Linked DNA regions of Mus musculus: region 1 is linked to region 2. The links are chromatin contacts, called in public HiChIP or PLAC-seq maps. All regions are on one chromosome and are shown on one strand. The core of a region is the stretch at or near the end of the contact, and the rest is flanking DNA. Distances in the headings are between cores, read along the strand shown. Region 1 overlaps Rapgef4 (Rap guanine nucleotide exchange factor (GEF) 4). Region 2 overlaps Rapgef4 (Rap guanine nucleotide exchange factor (GEF) 4).

What was found. HiChIP or PLAC-seq counts read pairs in DNA pulled down with a chosen protein or histone mark.
Region 1: a contact with region 2 is called in an H3K4me3 HiChIP or PLAC-seq map of bone marrow-derived macrophages, with 2.2 times the contacts expected there. The contact joins two enhancer-like sites. A contact is called at or near these places in 5 of 39 promoter capture datasets (liver, neutrophils, pre-B cells and 1 more), 12 of 484 Hi-C or Micro-C datasets (the 63-12 cell line, LSK cells, bone marrow-derived macrophages and 7 more) and 1 of 115 datasets of contacts at active chromatin or transcription factors (bone marrow-derived macrophages).

The regions. Positions count from the first base shown.
Region 1 is chr2:72,219,325-72,223,897 of GRCm38.p6, reverse strand. Rapgef4 (Rap guanine nucleotide exchange factor (GEF) 4) reads right to left here. Exons shown (of 31, transcript NM_001204165.1): 18 at 731-881. Among named protein-coding and RNA genes, the nearest start is that of Map3k20, 64 kb to the left of the region's middle. Within about 2 kb of position 2,002, at least 13 of the 459 cell types and tissues checked have an H3K27ac peak or open chromatin away from gene starts, as enhancers often do. A contact at or near this core is called in bone marrow-derived macrophages, where this site is marked.
Region 2 is chr2:72,116,687-72,121,401 of GRCm38.p6, reverse strand. The region is part of intron 4 of Rapgef4 (Rap guanine nucleotide exchange factor (GEF) 4); the gene reads right to left. Among named protein-coding and RNA genes, the nearest start is that of Gm29940, 64 kb to the right of the region's middle. Within about 2 kb of position 3,456, at least 82 of the 459 cell types and tissues checked have an H3K27ac peak or open chromatin away from gene starts, as enhancers often do. A contact at or near this core is called in bone marrow-derived macrophages, where this site is marked.

The DNA.
Region 1 (4,573 bases), core at 753-3,252, 100 kb before region 2:
AACTTGGTTATATTAGCAGTGCAGGTACTACCTGGGGTCTTGGAATATATCCGTGAATATTGGGATACTACTTAACCCAGGGTCAAAGGCCAAAGCCTATGCTGCAGAGAAGAAAGTCAGCTGAGCCGGAAGCAGTGCTGACCAAGAAAATGGTGTCCATTCAGAACTGGCCCCTGGCTGCCCTGGCAAGTCCTCATTAAATCACCCAGCCTCTCAGCAGCCAACCCCACCCACCATTCTCCCTTGGGCTTTTACTCCTAAGAAAGTGAGTAACTGAAGACAGACCCGCATGCACAAAAGTGTTTGCTGTACAGTTATCCTAGCAAGGAGAAAGCAGACACGTGTGGGCACAGATAAATGCTTTTGTGGACAGCTGCTGATGGAGTGTCGGAACCTTTCATTACAAAGAACTCACTGACATGGGGAAAAAAATCTTTACAGAGCGAAGTAGAAAAAAAAAAGCAGCCTGCAAAATGCTGGGTACTCATGCGATTACAAGTCTCTCAAACATGCAAAGAACACAAGAGCAGACCATAACGCACCATGGTGGCACCACTCATGGAGCTGGAGCACTGGAGCGGGAGGACAAGGGCTGATGTTTTTCTTTTATTAAACATACCTGACAGTGAACATGCTAACAAGGTCTAGAACTGGCAATTGCAGAGTCTCTATAGAATTGGCTGTACACCCTGTGTCAGTGGACAAAAGGATATGAATGACCCCCACATACCTCCAGGAAGGCCATGGCCACATCATCTTCTTGGAGGAGATCGCCATACATGGCCGCCCACTGCAGGACCAAGCGGATGACCCGCCTCTTGTTGTTGAGGGCATAATCCATTCTCTCCTGCTCGGTACCTTGAGAAGGCTGTGCGTGGTAAGTGCCAAGGAGTCAAGGAAACCACAGAGCTACTTCCCACCCGTTTCGCTTGTGCTACGTGCAAGGCAGAGAATGACAGATCCCAGCTTTGGACTTATGCCATCTCCCACGTTGGTCCTCAAGGAAACTTCCCATCACAGTGTCTGAAGCACACACGCACACACTGTTGGTGACTCCTGATAGCTGACTGAAGAGTTAGACTGCAGGCTCCACAGACATGACCAGGATTCCTGCAGGGTCTAGCCTCGGTTCTCATTCTCCCTTCCTGTCCTATACCCCACCCTCCAGGACAGTAATGTGATTTCCCATTGCTTACTTCTGGGTATTTTGCCTCCTCCTGTTGGTCCCCTTAATTCTGCCCCTATCATTATGATCCTTCTTTGCATGAATTCCAATTTAACTCTTCTGAGTGGGGTACCCCATTCTGCTAGGACCATGGCTGGTGCAGTGTTTATAGAAACAAGCCAGGAGGATGTAGAGGAACTCACTCTGCATTACAGAGTCCCTAGTGAGAGCTCCAGACCCTCCTTATGCCACCTCTTCATCTCTCATCCAGAGCCACTGCCTACTTCATCATCAATTTGAGCCACGTGGCCGGCCATCTTAATTATAAGCCAGTGAGGCTTGGAGGGGATCTTTGTCCTGTGTTCTATACCATGCCTAGTGCTGTGAGCCTCGATGGCAAACTTTTTATTTATTCATCAGTAGAATTCAACACTTAACTGAGTGTCCACCACACGTCTAAAGTAAAGGGTCATACTGCCATTACCACTCCTGTGTAGACAGCACAAGTATTTTAGATCAGACACCCTTTTCCTTTTTTAGTGATTTATAGGCGCTCATATCATGGTCACCCTGTTCATAAAACAACTTAGCATTTATAGTTTATGTTATAAACTGCACAAAAGGGACTTTGGTGAAGCTCTATTTTAGCATCTGGCGACAAAAATGTTGTTTCCTTTCTAAAAGTGGGCAAACCAACACAAAAGGAACATAAAAGGCTATGATTATCTAGGGAGAGGGCACAGTTGGCTTTGAGTCCAAGACTCCCGACTCTGGCTAGCTTCATTCCCACTGAACAGCATTCCTGAGCCTTGTAGCAAATAACAAGACCAGCCTCGTCTGAGCTGACAGCCAGGCTTAAAAGGCACCATAGAAAACTGCCTCGTGGCAGTGCCGTACTTGAGAGCTAACGCAGCAAAGGGCCTTTCGGAAAGAACTATAAATAATCATGATCAAGGCAAATGACAGAAACTTAAAGCAAAGGTTTACTGCATGTAAATGGGTTGCAAAATGGCTTTCATAAATTGAGCACGAGATTCATAAAAAAAGAAAATTGCTCAACCTGTATTGCTACAATTCTCTCTGAGCTTACAATAAAAAAAAGGGAAGACAGATCACTTTATGTGAAAATTATTTCTTTTCTGATTAACCCTTTGGTCTCTTGCTTATATATATATGCATAACTCCGTTTTTCTTTCGTAAGAACTACAATACCGGGTATAAAGTTTCGTTACTGTTGCAACCGGCAAGCAGACGTTAGCACTGTCAGGGGTTGGCTCAGCAGAGGAGACTCTGAGCGTGCGTTCTTTGGTTCCCACTGTCTAGTGCTTTGATTTGGAGTGAGTCACTGCAAACTACAGACTTCTGTTTGCTCGCCCGAAGAAGAGATGAGATGAGACAGTTTCCAGCTTCTCTTTAGATATATCTATTAACACTAATGTAAGGCCGATTCAAAGAGAACTAGGTACCACAAACTAACATAACAAAAGTATACTACCTTCTCATGGTCTCTTTTGCTTAATTTGATACACCCCTGTGTTTTGTGTGGTGCTATAGTTTTCATATGGCATGCTCCCACCAAGATTCATGTTTGGGCTTTAATTCTTTAATGCAACACTGCAAGGCTATGTCTTTAAGGGACACTGATGTTTTTGATGAGAGACAATATTCGTTCTCGGGAGTGGATTGGTGCTTTCTAGAGTGGATCGTTATACAACATGTGGGTTTCTTTCTTGGCTCTTTCTTCTAACATGCCCATTAGCCCTTCTGCGTGGAGAGGGATGATGCCCCCAGCAGCCCGTGAGGAGATACCGCCCCCTCCCCTGAACTCCCAGCTCCCAGAACTATGAGCAGCTACATCTCTTTTCTTTATAAATGACCCAGGGTCTGGGTGTCGAGTACAAGGACAGGAAATAAATCCAGACACATGGAAACTGGGCTTAGCTCTATTCTAAACTTTCATTTCTGGAGTCAGCAGAATAAAGTAGGGATGGCTAAGATGGAAGCAGGGGTGTGGAGTTTGGACAGGCTTGGTAAGTATGAGGTAGGAAAAGTATGGGCTCAAAGTAGGATGGGTTTGAAGGCTCCCGATATGCCAGGCTTACGCTGAGCTCACTTTACACCAGCTATCTTGACTTTGAGCTGTGGCCATAGTATATATTCCCAAGCCTTCTCCTCAACCTAGGCTTCTCTCTATCCACTTTGATAGAAAACTGGGTGATGATGTCTATTAAAAAAACTTTCTGATGGCCTTATTCTGTGAAAATGTGCATATATTTTTGAACATGTCATACCAACTTTAAAAGAAAATCACACTGTGCCCAGACTAGCTGTACAGTCTAGAGTCTTTAAAAAGATTTCATTACACATGAAATATGCTTTACAATTACTTAAAGATGGTGACACTATACAAGGAAATGGAGGCTTCTACTGAGCTGGTGTACACAGTGGGAGCCTTGCCCTAAATTTAGAAGAATCACCTCAAGAGGAAACGAGGGAAGTGATGATTTTTTTTTTTTAAAAAGATGCATTTGTTTTTGTTTCATGTTTACAGGTGTTTTATTTGCATGTTAAGTGCATCATGTGCATGCAGTACACACAGAGGCCAGCAGAGGGCATTAGATTCCCGGGAACTCAAGTTACAAATGAACAGCCCTGTGGGTACTGTGAAATAGACTCAATTCCTCTGCAAGAACAGCAAACGCCTTTAATCACTAAGTCATCCACATCTCTAGCCTCTTGATTTGGTTCTTAAGAGGCAACTGTATTTTAAAATAGATTAGTGAACTGTTCAAGAGAACTCCAAATATTTTACAGATATGTGGGCAAAGAAATCATTCAAGCTGAGTTACTTATTTAAAAAGACACTCCATAAAATAGCTGTGCAGCGGTGGGGATAGAATGGGCCTGGATCCTTCCTGTCTCTTGGAATATTGCATTGGATAATACGCTGAAATGTAGGGAAGAGGAGACTCTGTGCTAGCTGTATGACAATGAAACAGTCTGGAACACCAAGTTGGTACCAAGGGTATATAATTCTGATCAACCACTGATCTTTACTGGGATCTCGGAAGCACACTCATGTGCGGGTTGGGCGGTATCAGCAGCATGCCTATGGCTAATCCTCAGGGTCTAAATAATGCTTGCATGTAAGCACCAAGGTTTTTCTTGACTTCTCTATTAATATTGAAATCTAGGGTTTTTTGTTTTTGTTTGTTGTTGTTGTTTGGTTTGGTTTTTGTCTTCAATAAATGACAGACTATATTGCTGAGCATATGATAATGCTTCAAGAGTATGGAGAAGTTTACATTTATAAAACACCTTCAGCATGTTCGCACGAGCGCATACATATAATGCTCTTCAACAACCTAGGAGGTTTTATTTAAAGATGAAAAATCACCAAGGTTCTGA
Region 2 (4,715 bases), core at 2,207-4,706:
CTGAAAGCCTGTGATGGATTGGGCATGTCCTGTAAAATCCTATGAGACAGGCACACCTTCCGCAGGGTATCCATGTGTAGGGCTAAGCCCTCCGGGGGGTGATGCATGAGTGGATTCCTGTCCGTGTAGCCAGGATGAGCTTGCTTTAAAAGCAAGTTATGCCCTCTACTCACTCTGTCTCACCCATGCGATGGCCTTGCCATACTGTAATGCAGCAAGAAGGCCCTCACTAGATACATCTTGGTCTCCTCAGCCTCCCATGCTTTGAGCCAAGTTAATTTCTATTCTTTATAAATCACCTCATCGGTAATATTTCAGTATGGTAGCACCACAGTGACTAAGGTAATGCACTTATTGATCAGAACAATCTTTGTAGATAAATTACAGCAGCAGAAAATTCTGTGTTTGACTGTCTCAGGAAGCCGAGTCAGAAGTAGAACTGTTTTGGGTAAAGTTAAATGATGTTGGCCAATAGCCATAAAATGCAACCTTTGGTGTATTTGTATGGCATAGCCACCTCGTTTCGGGTTGGTACAAAGCACTCAGTCCTCAGATAAGGAGGTTGAGTGGGTTGAGAAAGATGGCTCCCGGGAAACACTCACTGGCCCTACTTTTGAGCAATAATTACCAATAATAAGTTCCATAAAATCAAACTTCTAGTTAGACATGTTCAGATGCTAGAAAAAAAAATACCACCCACCAGAATGGCTCACAACAGGACAGGGAATTAAGAGTCCTGAAAGCAGAATCCAGCTGCTGTCTAGGGAAGATTGAAACCAAAGAAGAACAGAAAACATTAATGTGAACTGTTTGCAGGATACTTCCTAGGGAGCATTTATAACAGACGGAAAGTCACAATAGCCTCCTTCTGCTCCCTCGCATACCAGGAGCTGTGAAGAGCTCTCCAAAGAAAACCCAAACATGGCTCTTCTGCTTGGAACTCTTTGAAGAGACTCCATGTACAAAGCACCAAGTGGCCAATGAGCGTGTAGAGAGCTCAAGTCAGCTCAAGTCCGATGTTGCAATAACTTTCCTGCAGCCTGCACCGCCCACTTTAAAGGCCAAACCAGTGTGTGCAGGTGCTTGTGTTAGTGTGAATATTTCAAAGGGCTGGTGTGATCTTGAATGAGAAACAAATAGCAGGACACGGAGACCCTCCTTATGAGTCTGAAACACCCCAAGAGCAAAGGCACATCTCAGCACATTCTCCACAGTCACGGAGCAGTTTTCTCCTCTCATTAGCTCCTCACCAGAGCAGTCTAAAGTCCTATTCATGGTACATGAATGGAACAGTCTCTTCTCTCTTCTACAGAGTCGTGTATACCTGCAGCTCTTCCCAAGGCCTGACTCATTTCACCCCTCCCTGTCTTTGCTCAAGTTTCCCCTTCCCAGTAATGTCCTTCTTTTGTCTATCCTGCAGGTTCTCAGCCTCCCCGAGAACACACACACACACACACACACACACACACACACACACACACACCACATCTAATTCATTTTATGAATATCTCTTAATTAATTGTCTGACCTTACAACTGAACCTAAGTGACCACCAAGAAGCAGTCATGAAGAGGGAAACAAGAAAAGGCATAGGAAGACTGTCAGTGAGCTGGCTGGCCCACAAGTGACCCATAACTAATGCATCTCAGATTTGTGCCTTCAAATCTGGGGTTGTGGACAACTTGTCTGCAGACTCTCATCTGTCATTATCAAGGTCCACACTAGCTCCCCTTTACCCACAAGTTTCCAGGTGATCTTGAGTTTAGTCTGGGGAATCTCTTGTGGCTTAGGAAAGGCCCTAGAGCAGGCACACAAAGGCTGCAAATAACTGTGATAGGATGCTAATGTTCTCTGAAACTGTCCATCACACCTCCAACTAAGATAGTGGCCATGTCTTGTGTTGTTGATCTGATATGGAAAGAGCAATGAACGAAAGAACTAAAGACTTCTAAGTGCTTTGCAAGGATGGAGTGCCAGGGGGAAAGGTGGAATCCTCGACTGATATCCAGTAACACCCAAAGCTGATAGGCCATGATGAGGAACTGTAAGCCAAATAAATACTTACCTCCCCAACTTGCTGTTGGCCATGACACTTTATCTCATCAATGGTAACCTTGACTAAGACCAGAGGAATCTACGACCGGTGACAGTGAACATCTTGATTAAGACTAGAGGAATCCACTACCGATGCCTGTGAACAACCTAACTGAGATTCTCTACAAATGGCAGTAACTTACTACTTAATGTTCTCTGAGTCAGTTTAGTAAAGCCACTTGTACTCATTGATACCAGGAATTTCTATGCCAGTTGGAAAAAGGATAGCCTACCTCTCTTCTCGTTGTTTTTCTAGCTGAACCTGCGCACTGCGCTGCTCATTTGAGAAAGAAGTCAGGTACCCACTCATGTCTCCTTGCCACACATGCACTTCTACCATGCTCTCATCTGCCTCTGATCCCACCACGCAAAACAGATGACAATGACTTTGGCTCTTCGCTTGTAATCAGCCATACTTTCCCATCAAGCATCTTTGAGCTCAGTACTGTCCCAGAATTTTGAGGGAAACAGATGCCATGGTGATGAGTTGAAGGGGAAAAATGGCAGAAATTAGTCTGTAAAGTACTCTCTGGGAATCAGCTCTGTGGGGAAGGTACTTGCTGTATAAGCACAAAGACCTGAGTTCGAATCTCTGTAACCTTCATAGAAAACTGGGTGTAGCTCCAGCTCTGGTAGATGGAGCCAGAAGGATCCTGTGAGATCTCTGGACAGCCAGTCTAGACAAATAGTGAACTCCAGGTTCAGGGGGACACTCAATCTAAAATAATAAAGTAGAAAATGACAGAGGAGAACATCTGACCTTGATCTCTGGTCTCTGAATGCATACATGCAAGAAAGCATGTATGCACTCATGTGTACACATGACTGTGCCACGTACACCCAGAAAAAGAGAAAATGAAGCAGAAGAAAATAGAAAGGAGGGTGGAAACGACACATTTAGGGATTGAGAGAAATCAGAAGACAGGAAGACACATCCTAATTTAATATCTGACAGATGTTGCAGTAATACTCATAAAGACTAGGTCAGCACTGGTTTTAGAGTAAATCAAAGAAAAGATCAAGTCAGGCCTGGCTTCTAGGATGTGAGACCTGTAACCTGTACCACTGAGGGGGCACTGGGCCTGGATTACTAATGTGGAGCTGCTGTCCTGGGGTTCTTAATAATTGTTAACAAAGGGTCCCATGCTTTCCTTTCCATTTCTGATCCTGACAGAAAGGATGGAAATCATGGGATAAGACCTTTCTTGTACACATGTCATGACTCGGAGGGAGTGGACTTGAAGGGAGTGGTATTCTCCACATACCCCCTCCCTGTTTCTCACGGATTCATTGCCAGCTACCTCTCTTGGTTTACAGATGCTAGCCGTGTTGGGTGGAGGAAGGAATGGGTAACCTGGTGGTGAGTGCTGACAGCAGGAAGCCACAGTAAATTAGGCTCTAAGTGGATGAGACTCTAACCTCCTTCCACCCACTTCCTCGTTTGCAGAAGCAGGAAATGACATTTCAAAGGACAACCAAGGAAAATTCTTCAAAATAAGTCTCCCTTAGATAAAGTCTAACTTCCTTGCAAAGAAAATGCTTGAGTCCCCTTAGGCAGGGCAGGGCCCAGGAGAGGTCGCACAGGTCACCGGGGAGTCCCCAGGGACAATTGTGGAAATGGCTGTCGCCAGTTCCCTAAGTTCTGACTCTGAGCATTGGCTCTTATCTGTCATCAAACCTGCCCAAACTTCCTGTCCTTAAATAGAGTCATTACAAACGTCACCAGCAGCTTTCCTTAGGAAAAAAAAAAAAAACCCAAAAACCAAAAAACCAAAAACAAACAAACAAACAAACAAAAAACACCAAAAAACCCAAAACCGGAGTTCTGTCATCAGAACCTCAGCTGTCCGAATTGAAACCCTCTAGGTGGCTGTCAGTTCACACCTGCTGTCCAGCTGCATGCTCTCAGCTCGCTGTCTAGCACCCAGGCATTGCCTTCTGTCTTGCCTTCCAGTCCTGAGGCTGCTTGCTACGGTGGCACGTGGGTGGACTCAGCAGTACCTACAAAGCAAGGGAGGGGCACGGGGCCTCTCTCTTTCTGTAGCTGCTCATGTGTGTCTCATACACCACAGTGCAGTCCCAGAGTCTGAGAGACAGAGTCCAGGGACGCAGAGTCCTTTAAACACATTACGTGTGTGCTCAAGCGCCTTTTCCTTTGCAAAGCTTACAGCATCTATTCTCTAAAATGTTTCCTTGCTAAGGTTGACCTGAACCTTATAAAATTCCTATCTGTATTTAAATCTCTTTCCTTGCTGATTGGTGTTAGGAAGAAGCGAATCAAGCACAATCAGACGTGTATACAGAGCTGGATCTATGTAAACACCTGTTTGACTATAACTCATGCCTGTGTCTAGACTAGCCCTCTGCTAAGACCTTCTCCTTTCAGTGGGAACTGCAAACTGTGATGGCCTCCATGGGAGAAGAGCATATGTTACTTGGACACCGTCCTAATCAGAAAAGTCTCCCAATGAACGGAGAGCAAAGCTTGCCTACGTTTCTAGCAACAGGACATGATTCAGGCTCTAAACCACTGAAATCTATTTGTAAGCAAGCAGGACTTCTTTCTGACATCACTGAGATGCTTAAAAGTGTGCCTGACAAAATGTGAATGATGAGAAGTC